Regions from separate parts of the Mus musculus genome. Here region 1 is linked to region 2. Evidence: chromatin contacts called from public Hi-C data. All regions are on one chromosome and are shown on one strand. The core of a region is the stretch at or near the end of the contact, and the rest is flanking DNA. Distances in the headings are between cores, read along the strand shown.

Region 1 (6,347 bases), core at 3,450-5,949, 310 kb after region 2:
AATTCAGGCAATACTCATGCCTCAGCCTTCCAACTGCTTGGATTATAGGCCAATGACATCATACTTGATCTCTAAGGAGCCATTTGAAATGAAGATTCCTAAAGCATGCATGACAGTTCCCAGCTGCACACTGAAGGCTGAGGCAGATCTCTACAAGTATGACAACAATCTGGTCTACATAACAAGCTATAGGACAGTCAGGGATATGCAATGAGACAGTCTCAAATTTGTTTTTGTTTTTTGTTTTATTGTTGTTGTTTTGGTTATTAAATCAATTTTCAAATGCAGCTTTCAAAGATGGTGGGTTCATGGACAAGGAGTGGTTCAGATAGCCAGGGTTTAACTCTTATTGATTCTGAGGTCTTTCACCTTTGCTTGCAATTATCCTCTCAAATCTTCTGAGTGCAACATTAGTTCTTACAGCCCAAAGAGCTAGAAAACGCCAAGTAGTGTGAGCCCATATCCTGAGAGACTAAGAGTAACATATGGCTACGGCTAGAAATGTTCCTTTTGTTTTTAATCATTGTCTAATATATTGAATGCTACACTGCTTAATGTAATTCATTCACCTTTATATTTGAATTGGCAAATGATAAATATCCCTCAAAATGAGCAAAGTCTTGATCTTATTCAAGTCTTATACTAATTTAAGACACTAAATAATGTAGTTTTAAGTAGACAAAATGGCTTCAACTAACTCTTCAGGAAAGTTATTTTAGCAAAAGAAGACAGACAGTGAACACTCTAAGAATGCTTACTGCTGATCTGGAGAGGCAGTGGGCTTAATTTTCTTCTGGGTGAATTGTTTTATATCCATAGGCTACATAGACTAGACTCTCAAAGCTATGTAAGGCTGAGTTAGGAACATATGGATGGTAAATATAAATCTTTCACAGACAATATATGAAACAAACCATTTTTGTTCATTATGAATCATCATTATAGTGATGAATAGGAAAAATATCACATAAGTTATATAACAATATTTTCAGTATAAGACCTTTGTTGAGGAATTTAATCTGTTGTGGTTTTAAAAGACTTGAAAAAATTATTAGAACTATCCCATAGTTCTAAAATGAAAATAATTCTACACAGAAAAGGTACTTGGTCATTAATATGAAAGGACCCTTGTACTGACAACTGAGAAGAAATTTATAACTGAAAATGAAGGATGAAATAAAAAGAATAGAAGGGATGAAGTGGAGGAGAAAAGGAAAAAGAAGAGAAAGTAGAAGAGGGAAGCCATACGTTGACTGACTATTGATTGCTAAAGGGGTCAAGAGAAAAAAAATGTTGCAAAAATTTCTCATGAAATTTTTGACACAAGACAAGCCCTCTTCTTTCCAGTCCCCTCAGAATGATGATGATTACTACAAAACTCACTGGCCTGGTAAAAATCTCTCCAGTCACTCATATTATGTGACCACACAAAGTTGGAGAGTATTTTGTTTTCATTTTCATTTTATTCCATTTTTATCTTATTTTGACAAAAAGTTATCTATTTGTGATTTTTATAGAGAAGATAGAGATAAGGCATAACAAATTTTGCCCTTTGACCTTTCAACGCTCCTAAATAGTATGCCCTCTGTTCAAGAAAAAGTGCTTATTATAGAGGGTTCTTTAATTCCCTTCAAGAAATTACTGAGTAACTAATAATTTTACATCTAATGACTTTTAATAAAAAGGAATATACATGCAGTAAGCTAAATGAGAACATCGAAGCTATAACACAAAGGACACACATTTTTTATTTAGTTGGTGTGTCACTCATGTATATATATATATATATATATATATATATATATATATGGAGAGAGAGAAGCAAACAGGATGGGAATTTAAAGAATCTGAAGGGCAAGTGCATGGGTTTTCAAGGAGCTGGCAGAGAGCTCATCTTCCAACCTAACATTTTCAGAAGCAATAATTTTTTTCCTCAAGTCCTTCCTGTGCATTTGCCCTTACTTCCTTGTGTACTATTAAGTGGTTGTCAATGGAATGGACTTGAGGCCATAAAAGCCCCTTTAGAAACACAGCAGGAAATGTATGGACTGGTTTTTCTCTTAAAAGTTTAAAAATATTCACTTAAAGAGGTAATTTGTTGATAGTGTATTGTGGATAAGTCAGTGGAAGCAGCAGATTCTGATAAAATATAATCCATGGGAATTCTGGGGCTTACCCGGCTGCTGAGGATGAAAGGACCTTGTAAGTCACATCAGTAGAAGGCAAAAAGAAGTAGAGACACTCACAATGGAGCTGTTATTGATTTTAAAAGTGCTACTGGGTGAGATGAGCGGTCCAAGGTGAAAGAAGGGCAAGTTGAACGTGAATGAAGGGAAGGGCATAAGTGGGCAAGCCTTGGTGATGTTACACGACTGCCAGACAAGTCTCAGTGACATCACATGGCTATTGGGACACAGGGGAGATCTCTGACTTCATAGGAGCCAAAAATCTCAGAGTTGTAGAAAATGACTCATCCTGTGCACTTATGTGCAGACTCCTAAGTCCAAATGCAATGTTATTCACTCATTAAGCAACTTAACAAGGTTTCTGAGATAACCAAAATACACAATCATCGATCCTTACTCTAGGTAAGCATTATCCTCACTTATGTGAATCTGATAAAACCTAGTATGAATATAAAAGAAAATTATATTCTCCAGAGCACTGACAAGGCTAATATTACCACCCATAAAATATGAATTATCTTAGTGTAATATGTGCTGATTTAATCAACATACTAGCATAAATATATTTTATTTTAAATATCAAATGAAATCATGAAATGACATAGTTAAAGTACAAAACCTGAGAGAAAAGAGTACATGTTTTAAATATCATTAAGTACCTGGTAGTAATATGTTTCTAAGGGGCATGAGAGACAGTTGAAGATGAAATAAAAATGTGGAATACTTTATTGGACATTTTCTATAGGCCAGGCAAAAATAAAATTTCATATCCTTCTTTCAGCAAACTGTTAGGGCTAGGTCCATCTTCTCTGGTAAATCTGGGTTCTAATCTCCTGTCAGGTTTACCTTTCTCTGCCTTTGGCTCTCTCCTATCCTATCTCCTATATACCTCTCCTATCCTATCTCCTATATACCTATCGATTAGTAGCACTGACTTCCAGACTTGGCCAATGCTGCACATCAAACCTCTGTCTTCAAAGGCTATACATTCCTTCCAGAAAGAAGCTTGAAATTGTTCTTTTCTATCTGTAGTTCAATGTCTGCTTATTGTCCAAATGTCAAACATTTGATGCTTTATGATCAAATCCTCGTTTTCACCTTATTTAAAACATGTGCTTTAGATTTACTTTTAACAACAACAACAACAAAAGTCAACAATAACAACACTGATTCTTTAGCACAGAGATGCTTCTAAAGAATACAAAGCAAATTTCTAAGGAGACCTCTAAGGGACTCAAGCAAAAATACCTGTGAGTGACTAGTGCCTGGGAGTAGCCACTGTGAAGCAGATAACCTGTGAATAGATGTATTTTTCAGAAGTTATTCCAGTTGTGTGATTATATCAATCCCTGCTGAATTTGATTTTCCAAAAGTATCATAGTTAAGAACAGAGTTTTGGAAGTGAATAAGCCTGGTTTCATGTCCTTTGACATTTATGGACTATCTGAGCAGACAAAGTAAGGCATTAGTTTACATTTTTGTTCTTAAAATCTATCAGATAGAGATAATAATAAAAGCATTTAAAAAGGCTGTAGTCTGGATAAAAGTAATAACATTTATAGAGTAATTGGTGCAATCTAAAATGTAGCAAGTGGTCATAAAAATGAGAAGTATTTTATATACATACTAAAAATATTGAATTTTTCAGTATATATCTCAAGTATTACACCTAGATTATAAATATAATTGCTTTGAAAGACTCAAATATAAATAGAGCAAAGGCGAGTCAAATCTATTGGTTTGGGTCTTTGGCTCAAAGACGAAACCAGCAAGAAGACTGTTGTTAGCCACTGATTTACATTTATTTTCTTTCTGTTGTTGACATTTTAGCCTTTATTATCACCGTATTCCAAAAATATTTAGGAAACTTTCATCCAAAACGATCAAAAATGTCCTTCTTTCTAGGAAGTGAGAATATTAGGATAATTATGTATATACCTATGTACAATCTACATAGAACTAACACCTATTGGAAGCAGATATTTTGCATATTTCTTTCTATCTTAACAAAAAATTTAAGTTTCTTAAATTACTCTGCTTAACTTAAATTTTTAGGTTATAAATAAGATATTTTAAAAGAATATATACTCTCATTTATAAATATAATAATCATTCAAAATTACATTAAAAGGTAGAGGGAACACAGTTTGTCATGCTAGCCCCTTCTTTCTAGACTCCTTTTCTCTTAATAAAAATGTTACCATGAACACTTCATAAAAAATTCTTTAATGTACTGATTCGGGTTTTTCTGTAATATATACTTATACCAATAGACAAATGAGTGTCCCACTCCAGACATTACTAACAGTCCAGAGAGGCCATGTTTTTCATATTGTATAGTGTAATGCAGAAGTGATATCTAGCACACATGCAGCAGAACAGAGTACTGCCCTTAGATCCTTCTTGAACAGAATGCTACATTAGGCATTCCATGAGTTCCCCCTTCCCAGGAGGCCTGTGCCCAGTCTAGTTGCCATAGATGGCCATCAGACATTTGCAATGACATCAGGAGACTATCTGAGCAGCCACTGCCCTAAAGAATCTGCTAGCAGGAGACTGGGGATATCAGTGTCTTCTTGGCCGACAACTGCATTCCAAAGGTCAACTGGGGTGAAAAGGATGGGCTTGGAGCATCTGGTGCGTTTTCAGCCACAAGGCAGCTAACAAGCAGAGAGCAGCCGCCACGAGGGCTAAAAGTAGCCTGGAGACCACACACCTGTGAAAAAGTCAACCTGACCCAGGAAAACAGGATTTTAAGTCTAGAGAGATTTCCAATTCTTCAAAGGTAAAATTTCAGACCTGTCCCCATCCTGAATCAATCCTCAAGTCTCTGATGACCCACTTACTTTTCTATGACAACCACTGCAGGAGTGAGTAGGGACTTGGAAGTGTGGAAGTGAGAATTGTTCTCACAGAATTACTGCAGTTTGTTTTCTCAGCCCTGTTCCTTGTCAAGCAGCTCATTCATTCCTCATAGCAAAGCATGGATGATATCACACTAGAGTCCACATGTGGAGTATACCTGAGGAAACCAAGTCACCGAGCAAGAAGCTTGGGGTGTGAGTGATCAGTTAGCCTGTGTTCCCTCAGTTGATGTTTGGCTATATTCACTTCAGAGTCCCATCAGCCTTTTCACTTGTAGGCTATGGAGAAGCTGAACAGCTATGGAGAAGCTGAGACTTTCATTGTCTGCAGAGCACTGAGGCATTTTCATATAGCATCTTAGATTTCAGGTAGTATGCCAAGAATCCTTTCAAACATGAGCAAACGGTAAATTGACATGAGACATAGATATTAGCTCAAATATGGATCAGTCCAATGTTCAAAAGAATGATCATTTTAGCATTATTTTCCATCAGTGAATATGTTGATGTGAACAGAGATCATCTTCATTAAGGGTTAATTACCATAAATGTACCATAAATGGGCAGAATTAATATGAACATTCACATGAGCTAACAATGAAAATTGTAAAGAACAGATACAGCAAAATGAATCCCCTAGCAACCTATTGAAGTCCCAAAGTTTATGCTCAGTCTAAAATCTGATAGCACTGGTTGTTTATTACCCATCTTATGTAGTATTAGTTGTAATTTCATTATTTACATTGTTAACATTTCAGACCAAATCCCTCCTTTGTGAAGTCAGTGAATGAGATAATTTTACCAAATGTGAGGAGGATTATAGTTGGCTAGCAAGTCTCACCTCAGATAACACCTTTTTCTTTTACTTTTATATTGCTTACCATTTATTTTAAAAGCATAATGCTAGTTCTGCATAAGTTTTAAGTACAAGTAAACACAGTATTATATCTCAATTGTTCTCTTTGCAAAAGCATTATGTGGCTGTCTGACACTATCAATCGTGCAGGTTAGGTTTGGGAGACAGTGTTAGTCCTCATGCAGCTTATCCTTTATGAAATGCATTTTTCTCTAGGGTGAATGCTTAGAGGCATTCTCTCTTAAAAAAAAACAAAAACAAAAACAAAAAAAAAAACTACCTAAAAGCTATCAAGGCACCTTCTAGTACAGTCAGTTTCCCTGGCCAAGCCAGCCAAGATGTCCTGGTCAACAGAAAAGATACTGAACCCATCAGAAGACTTAAGCTTCGTTCCAATTTTAGAGATGTGGATCACTTAGGCCTTCTGAGTTTGACCCACCT
Region 2 (5,755 bases), core at 1,967-4,466:
AGGAGAGGGTTAGAAAGATGATAATTACAGAATACCAAATTGAGCAGGGCGGGTGGTGGCGCACGCCTTTAATACCAGCACTTGGGAGGCAGAGACAGGCGGATATCTGAGTTCGAGGACAGCCTGGTCTACGAAGTGAGTTCCAGGACAGCCAGGGTTACATAGAGAAACCCTATCTCGAAAAACCAACCAACCAAACAAACAAACAAACAGAATACCAAATTGAATTTAGGAGGAATAAGTTTGACATCACCGGTACAAGGGTGACAACTGCAAGTGTATCACAGAACACATTAGTCTGTCCAGTGCTGCTGCAGAGGAATACCAGAGGCTGGATAATTCACAGACAATAAAAATTAATTTTGATGTTTCTAGATACTGCAAAGTCCAGGGTCAAGGTGCTAATAGATCTTTTTTGGAGATAAGATCCTAAGCTCCTAACTTCCTGCATTTTCCAGCATGTGGCAAAGACAATATTCCTCAGATAGCAAAACAGAACAACATGAAACCATTCCTGAACATTCTTTATAGTAACATTCATATTTTCATGGTAGCACAGGACTGACCTATTTATCTCTCATTATACACTTCCAATGTTATTGGTTACACAGTCAAGCTTCAAACACATGAATCTGGAGTTGATGAAAACATGCAAAGTGTAAGACATGTGATATGATATGATATTCTGAAAATTTGCTAAAAATAAATTTTAACTGTTTTCACCACCAGAATGGCACATGAGATAATGCTTTTTTTTAAATATTTTTTATTATAACATATTTTCCACAATTACATTTAGAATGCTATCCCAAAAGTCCCCCATACCCTTCCCCCAACTTCCCTACCCACCCATTCCCATTTTTTGGCCCTGGCATTTCCCTGAACTGGGGCATATAAAGTTTGCGTGTCCAATGGGCCTCTCTTTTCAGTGATGGCCGACTAGGCCATCTTTTGATACATATGCAGCTAGAGTCAAGACCTCCAGGGTACTGGTTAGTTCATAATGTTGTTGCACCTACAGGGTTGCAGGTCTCTTTAGCTCCTTGGATACTTTCTCTAGCTCCTCCATTAGGGTCCCTGTGCTCCATCCAATAGCTGACTGTGAGTATCTACTTATGTGTTTGCTAGGCCCCGGCCTAGTCTCACAGGAGACAGCTATATCAGGGTCCTTTCAGAAAAATCTTGCTAGTGTATGCAATGGTGTCATCGTTTGGAGGCTAATTATGGGATGGATCTCTGGATATGGCAGTCTCTATATGGCCCATCCTTTTGTCTCAGCTCCAAACTTTGTCTCTGTAACTCCTTCCATGGGTGATTGTTTCCAATTTAAAGAAGGGGCAAAGTGTCCACACTTTGGTCTTCGTTCTTCTTCAGTTTCATGTGTTTTGCAATTCCGTACAGGAGTACCCTGTACCGTCCAACATCTTCCACAGATCATATACAACACTCTTTTCAAATTATTGACCTTGTTTTGTAAACTTTTACACACACACACACACACACCCACCCACACACACACACACACACACACACACACACACACACTATTCGGTCTAATTAGTTTGCATGAAGATCTTGTAAGAGCAGTGAGGTAAGAAAGAAAGTCAAAAGGACACAAATAAGTGGTTCCTGATTGAAGTAGCGCATTACAAGAAGAAATCTTAAAGAACCCCCCCCCAAAGAAAACTAGAAAAGATTAACATTTTTAAGCAAAGTGGCAGAATAGAAAAATTAAGTACAAAATTTAGTAGCCTTTTTATGTACTAATCTAAAAAGAGCATAATGGAAATACTTTCATTTATAGTAGCCTCACAAAATAACCGGGAATAAGCCTGAACAAGGAGTTGAAATACAGTGAAACAATTTAATTTTTGAAGAAAGAAGTTGAAGAAGTCATAGAAGATGGAAAGATCTCTTACACTCATGTGTTGGAAGACTTAACATTGCGAAAATATTTGACCTACAAAAAGAATAGAATGGATTCAATTCAATTCCAATTAAAATTTCACAACATTCTTCAGAGAAATAGAGCAAAATATTTTAACCTTCATTTGGAAGCTTGGAAACCTCCAGATAGCTATAGCAATACTGACCAAAAAGAGTAATGCTGGAGGGATTGACATATCAGTTTTAAATTTAAATTACAGAGGCACCTGATATTAGACAAAGAAAACACACACCACCTGTGGGGATAGCAAGACAGCTGCTCTGAGAGGGAGGGGAAGCGTGGGAGGTGTTAGTTAGAAACAGGAATTAGAGGCTAGTACAGAGGAAGACCAACAAGGGAGGAACAAAGGACAGTAAGGCTGTGTGAAAGAATCACAGAAAAAGATATTAGTTATCAGCTTACATAAAGTATACATAATATGGATAGATGTTTGTTTGTTTGAGGAGTGGTCTCTGTGCTATGTAGCTATGGATGTTCTGAATTCCTCAGGTAGACAAGGCTAGCCTCAAACTCAGTGCTGGGATTAAGGGCATGCACCATCACACTTGGCATTTAATTATATATAGTTTTAATGCAGTTACTCGACATGGCAAGATAGGTTCCCTCGGGACCTATAGACTGCCTAAGAGTACCCCAATATCATCCAGGAGATACCTCACTTCATGTTATTAATAATGTGTATCGTAGTCAGCTTCATTTAGCAATTACCACATTTGTATATCAAATTTTCAAACAACTTGTTATCATTAATAGATAAATGTATTTTGACAATTAAATAAAAAATACAACGTATTTAAATCAAGGGTTTTCAATTTATATTGCACCGTTTTACATTAATACTGGGTTTTAAGCAGTGAAATATTTAAAGATCTTGAACTTTGGAAACAGTTCTTAGATTAAGGTAAATAATGAACTACTAGATCAATAGAAGATAATAAGGGAAATTAGCGGCCATCATAAGAGGCCAGTGCAAATAGTGAAGTGGTTAGAGTCTACAAATGCTGATCAAATGGATCCTCTATTGCCAACTGCATTCTAAGGTGAATTTGACATGGTGTCCACTTCTTTAAATGGCTGCTGTCGGTAAAATCCAAGTAGTAGCCACCCTGCGGAAGAATGCCTGAGATGGGACAGCTGCAAGGGTTCACATGCCCCTGTCAATCTCTTTTGTCATTTTTCATCAAAGCCATCTTAGTCCAACAGGCAGCCCTGGGATATTCTTAGTTCAGGCTACTTAGCTGGCTGATTCACAGTGACCTTTCTTTTTATGGCAACCTACGCACACTGCTTCCCTCGCCAGGGTCTTCCTCTCCACACTGCCTTTCTCCAACCTCAGTCAGGGTGTCTCAAGAGAAGACATTTCCTAAATAATGTCTTATAATAAATGTAGTTTTCTCTTACTTTTAAGAGAATTGCTTATACGTACTTTATAATTTGTATATGCATGTTCTTATGTGTGTTCATTTATAAAAGTAGGCCTGGTTGTTGAATAATTTTCAAGGAATCTGAATGGTTGATGCCTGGCAATGACTGAATTGGGCTGTTTTTCGATATGTAGCCAGCCGAAGCACAGTGAGTTTATGACCTACCTTCGCTGGTAAAGTGTATTTGTACCATTTCTTATTTAGTTTTTTCTTTTTTAACTGCATACCACAGGAAGCCAAAATTGCAGCAATTTCCAGGGTCAGATGGGGAGAGACGTTCTGGATGAGATTTAGAGAGAACCACACACTTCCCTTCCCCCAAACTCCTCAAGATGTGGCCCCTGGAAGAGGCCTTTCACAGAGTAGACCTATCAGTTAACCGTCGCCTTTGTGGGCAGAACTGGCTGGGGCTAAGTTTAAAGGTGTATAAAGAGAGTGGAAGTTTTTACAGCAATTGCCCAAAATTGTGTTTTAATTTCCATATACACATTTGGAATCTTGTTTATTTTTAGTTTTTGCCATTACTGTTTAAACCAAGCAGCAGGTTGTAACTTTTTCCCCTCAAATCATGTGAAAACCTCATATAACAAAAGTCCAGTGCTATTTCTGTCAGAGTAAATACAGACAAGAGGACGGTAGGCTTCCTATTGCTTTTTTGGCTCTGCTTCAGTTTGAGGTAAGAAAAGTTTTTCAGGAAAGAAAGAAAGAGAGAGAGGGGAAGGAAAAGGAGAGGAAAGAAGGAAGGGAAGGGAAGGGAAGGGAAGGGAAGGGAAGGGAAGGGAAGGGAAGGGAAGGGAAGGGAAGGGAAGGGAAGGGAAGGGAAGGGAAGAGAAGAGAAAGGGGAAGGGGAGGGGAGGGGATGGGATCGGAGGGGAGGGGCGGGAAGAAAAGAAGAGAAATATAAACCTTAAAGTGAATTTAAATTTGGAGAAATTAAATAATATTCACACATACAGCTGTATCTGTATTCTGTGAGTATCAATCTATAAGAAGCTAGATATTAGGTACCACCCATTTCTAACCACTTCCTTTGTGAGAGGAACACGTGAAGGAGAGTGTGCACAAAAAGAAGACTCTGCAAGGCTGCCATGGAGACTAATCCAGGGCTTTAATTTTTGTAGCCAGCAAATATTAAAAGTTCACTATGTATGAGGCCATTGGTTAAGTTGGGAAAAATGTTTTCATTTAGACCTGGATCTCATTGACCCATAATCCAGAAGTGAGATCTAACTACCAATGACTCATTACCACACAGTACTGGAAGTGCTAATGAATGAATGCAGAAAGTGCCAGGAAGACTGTGGGGAATGAACAGCTAACCTCCCAGAGAGACAGAGGAAAAGGCACTCAGCCCTAAAGGGAAGTCTCCCTCAGTCATTGTTTAAACAGATTGCTTTGTAAGCCTGTCGTCAAAAATGATTTTTATATCCATAGCTCCAAGCTGAAGAGTGATCTGCCTTATTACCTCCCTATAACATTAAAACAATATTTAGTAACGGCTAGGCTTAATTGAGACTAAGAAAGTTTTGTAAATTTGCGCTATCACCCTTTTTCAGAAATTTTATGAAACAGAATATCAGCTAAAAATTGTTTCCCCCAAGTTATTCTATTTATTTATTTATTAGTTTTGGAGAAAATATAATTACATTTCTCTATTCCCTTCCTTCCTCCACATCCCATATACTTTTTGTCTCTCTTTTTCAATTCATGGTCTCTTTATTGTGTTTCATTCATAAATGTTTAATACATATATGTGTATATAGAGACATATATATCTGTATTCCTATATAATATATACATATTCCTAAATATAAATTGTTCAGTCCATATGTTATTTGCATTACATTTTCTGAATTTACTGTTTGGAAATCTACATTCAATGTTCTAAAGCATCTTATAGTCTACAATAAAAGACAATTTAGAAAATAAATTTTTGCTATACTTAAGCCAATTAGGTTTGAAGAAAGTGTAGAATTGTTGATTTGTTTATGCAAGAAAAGATTTATTGAATGTTTACTATATGTCAGGTACAACACTAGACCCTGGATATGACAATAAACATGGCAGATTCCCCTATTAAATTAAAATCTCCAACAAATAATGTACACTAAGCATAAATAATAGTGGATCTGTAGATGATATTAATTATGTGTAGAAGAAGCAGGCCAAGGACGTAGAGATTGGTTGGGTATGGCACAGAGTTAGTGTGCAGGGTAATACTCCAGAAAGAATTTCCACAGATGTCTCCCTGCAGCACACTAACAATGCTGCCCTGAGGTTCCTCCCATTTTCATATCTTCTAGACAGAACTGACAGCTAAGTGCTAAAAAAATGATGAAGAAAATTAATAATCTGTTCTTTAGATAGCGTATTACATGGCCAA

Evidence for each region. A called contact is a pair of places that touch in the nucleus more often than the background predicts.
Region 1: a Hi-C map of myocytes shows a contact between it and region 2, with 2.5 times the contacts expected there. The contact joins two enhancer-like sites. A contact is called at or near these places in 7 of 39 promoter capture datasets (the C10 cell line, embryonic stem cells, hematopoietic stem and progenitor cells and 4 more), 1 of 15 datasets of contacts at CTCF or cohesin (pro-B cells), 1 of 484 Hi-C or Micro-C datasets (myocytes), 2 of 115 datasets of contacts at active chromatin or transcription factors (both in the 230-238 cell line) and 1 of 9 other capture datasets (embryonic tail).

Annotation. Positions count from the first base shown.
Region 1 is chr13:83,510,557-83,516,903 of GRCm38.p6, forward strand. It overlaps a transcript of Mef2c not described here. Among named protein-coding and RNA genes, the nearest start is that of Gm33317, 9.8 kb to the left of the region's middle. Within about 2 kb of position 4,700, at least 2 of the 459 cell types and tissues checked have an H3K27ac peak or open chromatin away from gene starts, as enhancers often do. A contact at or near this core is called in myocytes, where this site is marked.
Region 2 is chr13:83,204,600-83,210,354 of GRCm38.p6, forward strand. No RefSeq gene overlaps it. Among named protein-coding and RNA genes, the nearest start is that of Gm33073, 87 kb to the left of the region's middle. Within about 2 kb of position 3,217, at least 10 of the 459 cell types and tissues checked have an H3K27ac peak or open chromatin away from gene starts, as enhancers often do. A contact at or near this core is called in myocytes, where this site is marked.